2 separate regions of the Zea mays genome follow, and region 1 is linked to region 2. Evidence: chromatin contacts called from public Hi-C data. All regions are on one chromosome and are shown on one strand. Each heading gives the region's core, a stretch centred on a gene start, on an enhancer-like site or on the middle of the called end of the contact. The rest is flanking DNA. Distances are from core to core; before and after follow the strand shown.

What was found. A called contact is a pair of places that touch in the nucleus more often than the background predicts.
Region 1: a Hi-C map of tassel shows a contact between it and region 2, with 3 times the contacts expected there. The contact joins the promoter of LOC100277560 here to the promoter of LOC100381743 in region 2. A contact is called at or near these places in 3 of 25 Hi-C or Micro-C datasets (bundle sheath, ear and tassel).

Annotation. Positions count from the first base shown.
Region 1 is chr1:262,170,730-262,175,712 of Zm-B73-REFERENCE-NAM-5.0, reverse strand. LOC100277560 reads right to left here and starts at 3,589. Exons shown (of 4, transcript NM_001151084.1): 1 at 3,289-3,589; 2 at 2,063-2,216; 3 at 343-476; 4 at 1-257. The coding sequence starts at 2,138.
Region 2 is chr1:261,779,742-261,784,494 of Zm-B73-REFERENCE-NAM-5.0, reverse strand. It overlaps LOC100381743 (putative anion transporter 5), which reads right to left and starts at 1,728. Exons shown (of 3, transcript NM_001174548.1): 1 at 1,448-1,728; 2 at 1,160-1,304; 3 at 1-755. The coding sequence starts at 511.

The sequences.
Region 1 (4,983 bases), core at 2,340-4,839, 390 kb before region 2:
GCCTTCGTATGCTTCACTGGCTGAGTTCTGACCATCGTAGCTGTCCCATCAGGTTTGCTGTTCTGTGCAGCCTTATAAGTTGTGGTAGTCTCAGCAGCACCAATATTCTGCGCTTTGTCAGTCTCAACTAAATCGATTTTCTGCTCAGAACTATGCTTCACACTGCTGGTAATTTTCTTTGTCAGCTCATCTAAATCATTGGTCATTAAGTCCAGAGATTCAAAAAAGTGGTGCTCCTCATCGCTGCCAATCTCAGACTACAGACACAAATAATAGAAAACATGTTAGGAGTTACCAACAGATAACACAGTGATTATCAACAGACTAGATATATTAGCTTACATTTGCTTCAAGTTCAATGGACTGAAGACCTTTCTGCATGATTCTGACCAAGGCACCTTGCGGGAGCATTTCCTGTATGTTGCCTTTTCCAATGCCTGCCTCGTAGAAGAAATTGAATGCTGTATGCACAAATCCTGCATTTGATATGTAACAGATAAAGCATTTTAAACATGGAATGCCTATTTTTCAGATTAAACTTTACAGATAATTTACATGCTTGAAGACATAAAAACCTAAACAACACAGCAAAAGAAAAAAAACACAGAGAACGCTAATACCGAAATCAATCAACTAAAGAAAAGCTTGAATCTACTTTTTATACAATAAAAACTGTTACAGTTGTCTCATACTAAGCAACAAGATGACACTAAACAATCAGCTAGGTTGTAGTGCGTTCTCTGAGGTGCTGAATTATTTATTGAGGAAACCTGATAAAGCATCCAAGAAACAATTAAGCAATGCAGAAACAATTCCATAACTTCTCAATAAAGGATAGTAATACAAATGATGCCAGCGTTTTACTACTACATTAGATACTGTTTTCTTTAACTCTAAATTGCTAGGAATTGTGCAGGTTGGGCTGGTTTCCATTTTGGAACCGTGCAGTAGTTCCATTTTTTTATAATAAATTATGTGGCAATGATCTTGTCGCCCTTCGAAAAACATGTTACCAGCAACCCAAGTGCTTTTAGCTATTTGCATAGACCAAATTATGGTTCAACAGAAGAATAATGCCAGAATCAAATCAATCTGGGGTAAAAAAGTCCAACATTAAATTATCGTGTAAGCAGACAAGGTGGGGTATGAAAGAAGGAACGCCCCAACCAAGGAAGAAATGTTGCCATTCATTGAGTTCTCCTACCCGTTTGTATGTGCAGTTGAAATCAGTCATTTTTCTAATGTCAAACAAATCAACAAGCCAACAACACTTTATTGTTCAATCCTAACTTATAAAGAACTGGTACCTGGCCACAGCTCAGTTAGTTGTTTGACTGTATAAACAAACATGAAGTAGCTACATAAAGAACCCAAACAAACTTGTTAAATTGTCCCAAAGATGAACCAAAGCAACACATTCTAGCAATCCCTTAAAAAATGTTAATCATGGTTTCTTTTCATAACAAACCGTGTTCGATACTACAAAACTAATAATGAACTGAGCACAATATTTTTTTCAAACTCTGAATGTTTCGTGGAACATCATATTTTAATAACCACAGTGTTCCATACTTCTTCTAGCTACTTGCTAAGCAAGAAGAAGCTATACAAGATGTACTACCGTAGTCTTGAAAACAAAGAAGAGATGTTTCTGAAAGGAATGAAGCACCATTAACGTTTATTTAAATTAGAAGTGCACTCTCTCCTGGTTCATATTTATAAAGAAATTAAGATGCACTAAGCAATTTGATGAAACCAGCATGACAATAAATGACCCCAAGACCCTTACCCGATCCAAGAATCAACCGAAATTTATGGAACAATGGTAAGAGGTGTTTTCATAAAATCTGTTCCTGCTGCCTCCCTTCATCTCCTTTTTTTTGTTCTCTCTAGACATAAATCTTCCAGATTTTCAATCGAACTTAGCAAACCAACACTAATTCTGGTCATTACGTAGACCCCTAACAACACAATGATCATAATTTCCCCAAGAAAGAACCGACAAACATGTAATGCTAATATCTAACCGAATTGTGACAGGGTTAGATTATGGTTCTGAAACCTGATTCCTGGAGGTATCTGTACACGGCAGCATTCAGCTCAGTTGCTGTGAGGGCCTGAGGCCCCTTTTTCTCCATTGGAAACCACACTGAAAGAACCAACCCTTTCTTGGAGTCTAGCAGGTAGTAACAAATATGTCACTGAAGATTTGGCAGCTGCAATAGTAAGATAATAAGGGTATCTTACCCAAACATTCCGGCAACAAAAAAAGTTCTTGACAATTCTTGTAAAATAATAAAAAACTTAAAATTGGCTGTATCTGAGCTCTATGCTGGAAATTTCATGAAGCCAGAAACATCAGAGTTCAGAGGTGCCAATTTTTTGCATAGTGAATAATCAGCATTGCCAAAATTCGGTAACAGACATACTTGACAACGATCAAGAATTGACCAGACCTTTGTCTAACAGTAAAACGAAATTCTGATGCAAGCAGCTACCTGGTGAACCTGGCCAACACTATGAATTTACCTAACAAGCAATAACTGGGGAATGGTGCAATAACAACCAACAGCACTGAACTCGGAGAGTTCCATCCAATTAATGTCATAACTTCCATCTAGACTGAGCAAGCCAAAAGTGGAAGAAGTATTTATGTTTCATAGTCGAGGCTTAACACGAACTCAAAAGCTCCGAATCCTAACCAAAGTGAGGAGTTGACTAAGAAGGATAAAAAAATCAACATAATCCATTGACCATTGTGCATATTTAGGAACGAACTACGAGACATCCGCTTGGTGTTCAAACCGAGCAGGGGAAACGAATGTTGACCAGATAAATGCCTTTTGGGAGAGGCGCGAAGAACTCACGCCTTTGTCTAGGATGGATTGACATTGTCACAAAGGGATAAAAAATACTGATCTATCTGAGGAAAAGAGAATCACATTCGTTGTTATCGAGCGATTCAACACTAAAAGCAAGAAAAGCCGAACCTTTTGTTTTTTCAGAAATTAACCAAGAACCAACAATATATACCATCTATACGGTCCGTGGAGTCTAAACACCATTGACCAAGAAAGAATGCCCAAATAAACAGTGCGAGAACCCTAGCGATCCGCCATTGGGATTTGGGAGACCAAGAACAAAATGCCTGCCATACTCCGCTAGCCAATTCGATGAAACCCCAAAGCAAGGAAGTGAGGAACAAGAACGCTGGAGTCACCATCCAAGAAATGAAGAACCAAGAAACACAAAATTTCTGCACGGGCGGAGCGGGGCTTGAGGCCAAACCTGAGACGCTCTGGAGGCAGCGGTGCACGGTGGCGGGCGCAAATGTGGTCGACGTGAGCGCCCGGCGGATCAGGAGATCGTACGACGGCGCGGCGGGGAGCAACAGGAAGAGAGGGGAAGCGGCGAAGGGGTTCGAGTTCTTGTCTTGACGCTGCCGATTGCCGACGACGACGAGAAATCTTGACTGCGCGGGTTTGGGCTCTCGCCTCTCGGTCGGGAAGAAGGCCAGAAGAGCAGCTTCAGAGGAGAAAGGTTTTATAAGTACTGCGCAGTGGGACCAGATCGATTGGATGCGGGCCAGGGAGGCAGGGAGCGTATGGAGCCGAGCGTATGGAACGGCCATATTAAAGTTACTGTTACAGAGAGAGAAAATTATGAGTGATAAGAAATACCCCTTCCATAAAAAAACAACAATTCTCCATTTTCAAAAGATCAAACGATTTAACAAAACTATATAAAAAAGCTACTAACATGAAAAAGTTTGAATAACTGGATATTACGTTTATAAATGTTTCTAATTTTTATTTCTATCGTTATTGAAAAAAACTAACTTAAACTAAATATTCATTGTGTCCAATCACAACGACTACTGTGTAATCAGATCTTATGTACAACATGCAAGCAAGCGAGACTCATAATCCGTTATATCATGATTCAAACGTATATATAACATTAATTTATAAATGTGAAACGAGCACTCGAATTATAAACGTGATAATGCAAACCGAGCACTCGAATCCACACCCGCTTGCTCTAAACATTTGAGGGTAACCACCATACCACACATACCTTAATGTTTACAAATAAATAATAATTATATTTAAATAAATATCCCAATAACTATTTATCTATACTAGTCAATTAAGAATCTAATGTGGACACTCTGGGCTACTACCATGTGGACACGCTGACATTGTAGACCCGTTTCCACGCTCTCTAACTGGTTCTCCCGCCCTTCTCTCAGGTACTGCCCTATGGATCCCAGCACCCACACAGTCAGCTACTGCGTCTGCTCAGCATCCGACCCCACCCACGCAGCTACCACACCACACAAAAAAAGTACAAAGCAAACACTCAAACCCACACCCTAGCTCCGGAAATTTGGTGCTAACCATCAAACCACACGTACCTTAGTGTTTAGAAATAAACAATAATTATATTTGAATAAATATCTTAATACCTATTTGGCTTACTGTTACTATTAATCGAAATAGACAAATCCTAAGCTGATAATACAAGATCGAAATAAAGAGAGATTCCTATTGAGAACATTTATTGTTTAGAGAAGAGATTCTTATTGAAGGAACACCACCCCTTTATTATCTAGTATCATACAACATTTAGAACACATATGATATACAAATACAGACATAGCAAAAACATACTCTATCCATACCAATTATATAGCGAGACACCACAATGCATCTTCGTGCACATCACAAATGGCAATGATCGTCCGACTCAGAATGACTAAGACACGAAGACATGTGCCGGCGCCCGTGCACGCGTGTCATGGCCTACACCACAATCTCCAGTGTCCACCAGTGCATCTCCACAACTTTAGAGGAATGACCAAAAATAGTAGTTTGCCCACTCTTGAAAGATCTCAAAGCATATTCCTTTTCCTGCAAAAAGGAGTAGCAATTACATTGGTAAAAGAAAGAGCATTGTTGAAAAACATCTTAGTTTATAACA
Region 2 (4,753 bases), core at 479-2,978:
CAAAGAAAACTGACTGGGGTCCCGTGTGCTTCACCAGACTTGGGAAGAAAAGCATGCCACCAGCTGCACCAAGATACATCCCCGAGGTAGTGAGAGATACCGAGCGAGAGCGCTCCTGCGGTGGCACCCACTGCGCCAGAACAGTGTGAATGGCAGGGAATATGAAACCTTGTGCTACACCGACAAATAGGCGAGAAAGGACCAGAATGGTTACTCTGTTGGGGTCGAGTGGGATTAAACCACATATCATAGACCACAATACAAATGACAGTAGCAGAACACGTCTGCCTCCTATTCTCTGTGCTGCCCATCCACCAGGAATCTGTGATAAAACATAACCATAATAGAACATAGAGAGTATCATGCCCTTGTTGGCCTGATTCACACCAATGGCATCGGCTGCAACAGTGTAAGCAATCGAGAAACCCACGCGCTCAATGTAGCAAACATTTGTGCAGATGAATGTCAGCAATACTATGAGATAACGTTTCGGGAACCTCATTCTCACCATTGATGATCTGAGATGAAGCAACTTTTTTTACCAGACTTAGTCAGGCCAGAACTTGCTGACCTCCCATGAATATTCACCAGGATTTACCATAAGACTGATTCTCTTCCGTCCATCTTAGAGGATACTACAATCTGGAGTGTAAAAATTACTGATCATTGGTTCTTTACATATCCTTATCAGTTAACTGATCTCATACACAAATTAACAGAGACAATCTTGATATGCTGCGCTGAACTGAAAAGACCTGCCCAAAAACAAAACAAAAAAAAGGAGCAAAATTTAGAAACATCAAGAACTCCAAATGATCATACTTCGATTTAGCTGACCAACTAAAAGAATAGCTGAAATTATACACAAGATTTGAGCATGCTTGAAATATTTTTTTATAATATAAAAAAGGGTGATCTGAAGGGCATAAAACGTGTCACAACATCTACAACCCAAAGATTCTAGGTAGGAAACAACAAGACTTGCATAAGTAAACTTGGATTTTGGCTTCTCGAGGGAAAATAAATGCTGCTCCTGGAAAACGACAGAACAAGCCAGTCTACAAGACTACACTTTGGGAGCCAGATCTTGCTAAAATCCAAGCAGTGAAAAGCAAGCTTTTGCTATAAGATATTACAAAACTTGGCCAGAGAAAATGACCTGCCACTGCACTGTCTGGGTTAGATCTTGCTCGGATTCCAAGTACTAGCTTTTTGCATGTAAGATGCTAGAAATCAAATGCTCAGAGCTCGAATTAGCTTGGCCCCAAGCTCGAGTCCAGGGGCAGACCCAGGTCCAACAATTTCTGCAAAAAAAGAAAAAAAAACGAAGTTTATAGGCATAACATACTTGTAATTGGATCAGATCAGATCCGAATACAAATAGCTCCGGCTAGGGTATAAGCGCTCGGTTTCGAACAGCAGAACGGACGAGAAGGGGTGAGCGTACCTGGTGGGTGCTCGTCGCCGGCGCAGTCCCGAAGATAGACACTTGGGCACCTGCGTAGGGCGGCGGCGCAGCGCAGTCGTCGCCACTAGAGACAGAGAGACCGGGGCACGGGAGAATCACGAGAGAGAGAGAGAGAGTATGCAAGAGGGGATGCGATGGCCCTTTGCTAGGGCTCCCAGTCCCAGCCCACTTCCACCCGCTCCAGCTCCAGAGCTCCCACTTGCTCCGCCTCCCTCGGTCCCTCCCGCACCTGGCTCGAAGCGGCACCGTTTCGCAACAACTTCAGCTTCGGAGCAGGCGAGCAGCGGCGGTCCTGATATTAGATCCGAAATCAGATTTAAAATAAAGATCCTTAGAAAACTTTTATATAGAAAATTATTAATTTTTTTCATAATGGAAACCTGAGTTCCGGCTTTAGATAGAAAATTATTAATATAAACACTTATGATACATCTAAATTTATTTATATCAAGCAAAAAATAAATAAAAAGATACGTATTATGATACTATCTTAAAAGTTCCTTTCAAACTATTAGATCATTTCCTTTCCTTATATTTAAAGCCCTTATATTTAAAGCCGAACGGAAACGAGCCGAACTAGACTGTCCACGTCATCCTTTATTTTTCAGTCGTCCAATCGAGCACCGATGGTCCGTGAAACCTTTCACCCCTCTGTCCCGTGAAGCTTCCATTAACCGAATCCTTCCACACACTCTTTCCCACGAAGCTTGCAGGAGCTTGACCTTGCGCACAATTCCTCTCCTCTCCTAGCTGGCTAAACGTTGCATCCCCATCTCCTGTGGTGTTGACGCAGATCTCTCATCCTCTCCATTCCACATAGCCAAATCGCAACTCCATCCTCTTCGGAAGTATTCTCTCCCCAAGATTTCAGAGCAGAGAAGGTTGCGTCGTTCCCACACTGAGACCACCAGGTAAGGAGCATCATCAGTCAGTACTTTGCTTCTGCTCTCGGATTAGGTTAGTTTGGGGCTTGTGTTCTTGATTAGGACTGGGATTAGTCTACGAGCTGCTAGATGCGGAGGCAATACTAGGACCTCTACCTGCTAGCTATTAACTGGTACCCTACAGATTTTTTTCTATGACTCCATATGCAAATCCATTTCTTTTTTTGGCTATTAAATTTGTCTAGATTCAGTGAGTAAAGTAACATCAATTATTGTCACTAAAATACTTTTACAGATATCTTATATATCTGAGTATGATTGACAACGTTTTTTATTTACTGCTATTATAATATGAAATTCAGTTATCTGGCACCCTACATAGTTTGGGGCTTGTGTTCTTGATTAGGACTGGGATTAGTCTACGAGCTGCTAGATGCGGAGGCAATACTGGAACCTCTACCTGCTAGCTATTAACTGGTACCCTACAGATTTTTTTCTATAACTCCATATGCAAATCCATTTCTTTTTTTTGGCTATTAAATTTGTCTAGATTCAGTGAGTAAAGTAACACCAATTATTGTCACTAAAATACTTTTACAGATATCTTACATATCTGAGTATGATTGACAATGTTTTTTATTTACTGCTATTCTAATATGAAATTCAGTTATCTGGCACCCTACATATTTATTCTGTAACTTCATATACTAATCCATTTCTTTTTGGCTATTAAATTTGTCTAGATTCACTTAGTAAAATAACACCAATTATTGTCACTAAAATACTTTTGTTGCAATGTCATGTATTTTACAATCTTGCTACTATAGTGTTCTATATTTCACCCATATAAAATGAATTAGTTCTCCAAAAACAGAAACTCTATTGCTCTCCATATATAATGACTCATTTTTTTTCTTTCTCAAAACAATGGCAATGTTCCAAGCTTCACATTTGGAAAAAGAAAAGAAAGCCTAGATGGCGCGTCATCTTTGTTGCGACACTGTCACAGGCGGCTAGGCTCCCCGCTTCACTGCCTCCCTCTTCGTGCTACCTCAGCTTTCATATTGCCGCTTCTCAGTTCTCACAGGTACTAACTATTTTTCCAACACGCTTTCTCAGACCAGAGATATCTTTTTTTACTGTTAGCTTTCTTCGTGCGCCCCTCCATTGTTGTACACTGCTGGACTCATCCGTGTCTGCTCCACATCCTACAACTTACTGATCTACTACTACTGCATTTGATTGTCTTTTTTTGTTCCCAGCTGAGCTATGTGAATTATGTGTGCTAGCAGCAGAGTTCAGTTCCCACTCTCACCCTTATTGCTCTGTTTTGTTCTGTGCAATCTCCTTTTCCTCTCTTCAATCCAAGAAACTGTTTTTGGTTGCAATTTGCACACACTGCTTTTCCATTCAGATAACATTAGGTTGCTTGCTGCCTGCCTCTCTGCTTCTCAGCTCCTCTGCTACATGCAATTGAATCGTTCTAGCATGTAGGAACTGAAACAGCAAGACAATTTTAGCAACCTGAAATTCGTGTATACCAAAAGGCAGTTTGTGGGCATACCAGTTGCGTCGAATGGAAGACTAAAAAACTCACCCTCATCTCATAGGTTTCCCTAATTTGTTGTGGGTGAATTCCTATCATTATGTGTCATATCCTCTTCGACTATACAATCCAAGAATTATGAGCACAATTTAAATATCCATGCAAGTGAACCTACAAACATGATTAAGAAGGGCAATTATTAGCACAAAAATGAGTGCCACCACTAGAAAGCGTTCTCTCCAATCAAAGCTAGATTCCTTTTTCATGATGGTCATCTCCAACGCTAATCTTAGATCAGCCAAATTGTTCTTTCCTCAAGTTCATATAAGAAGGGAAACATCAGGAAAAACTCGGAGGCAAGTCGGTGTGTCCACGCCATCCCTTTAGAATTAGCAGAAATACAGAATCAAAGTTAGGCTTAGCAGAATTAAAACAAGTCAAGGTATTAAGACACCAATTATTGTCACTAAAATACTTTTGTTGCAATGTCATGTATTTTACAAACTTGCTACTATAGTGTTTTATATTTCACCCATATAAAATGAATTAGTTCTCCAAAAACAGAAACTCTATTGCTCTCCATATATAATGACGCATTTTCTCTTTCTCAAAACAATGGCAATGTTCCAAGCTTCACGTTTGGAAAAAGAAAATAAAGCCTAGATGGCGCGTCATCTTTGTTGCGACACTGTCACAGGCGGCTAGGCTCCGCGCTTCACTACCTCCCTCTTCGTGCTACCTCAGCTTTCACATTGTCGCTTCTTAGTTCTCACAGGTACTAACTATTTTTTCCAACGCGCTTTCTCAGATTAGAGATATCTTTTTTTACTATTAGCTTTCTTCGTGCGCCCCTCC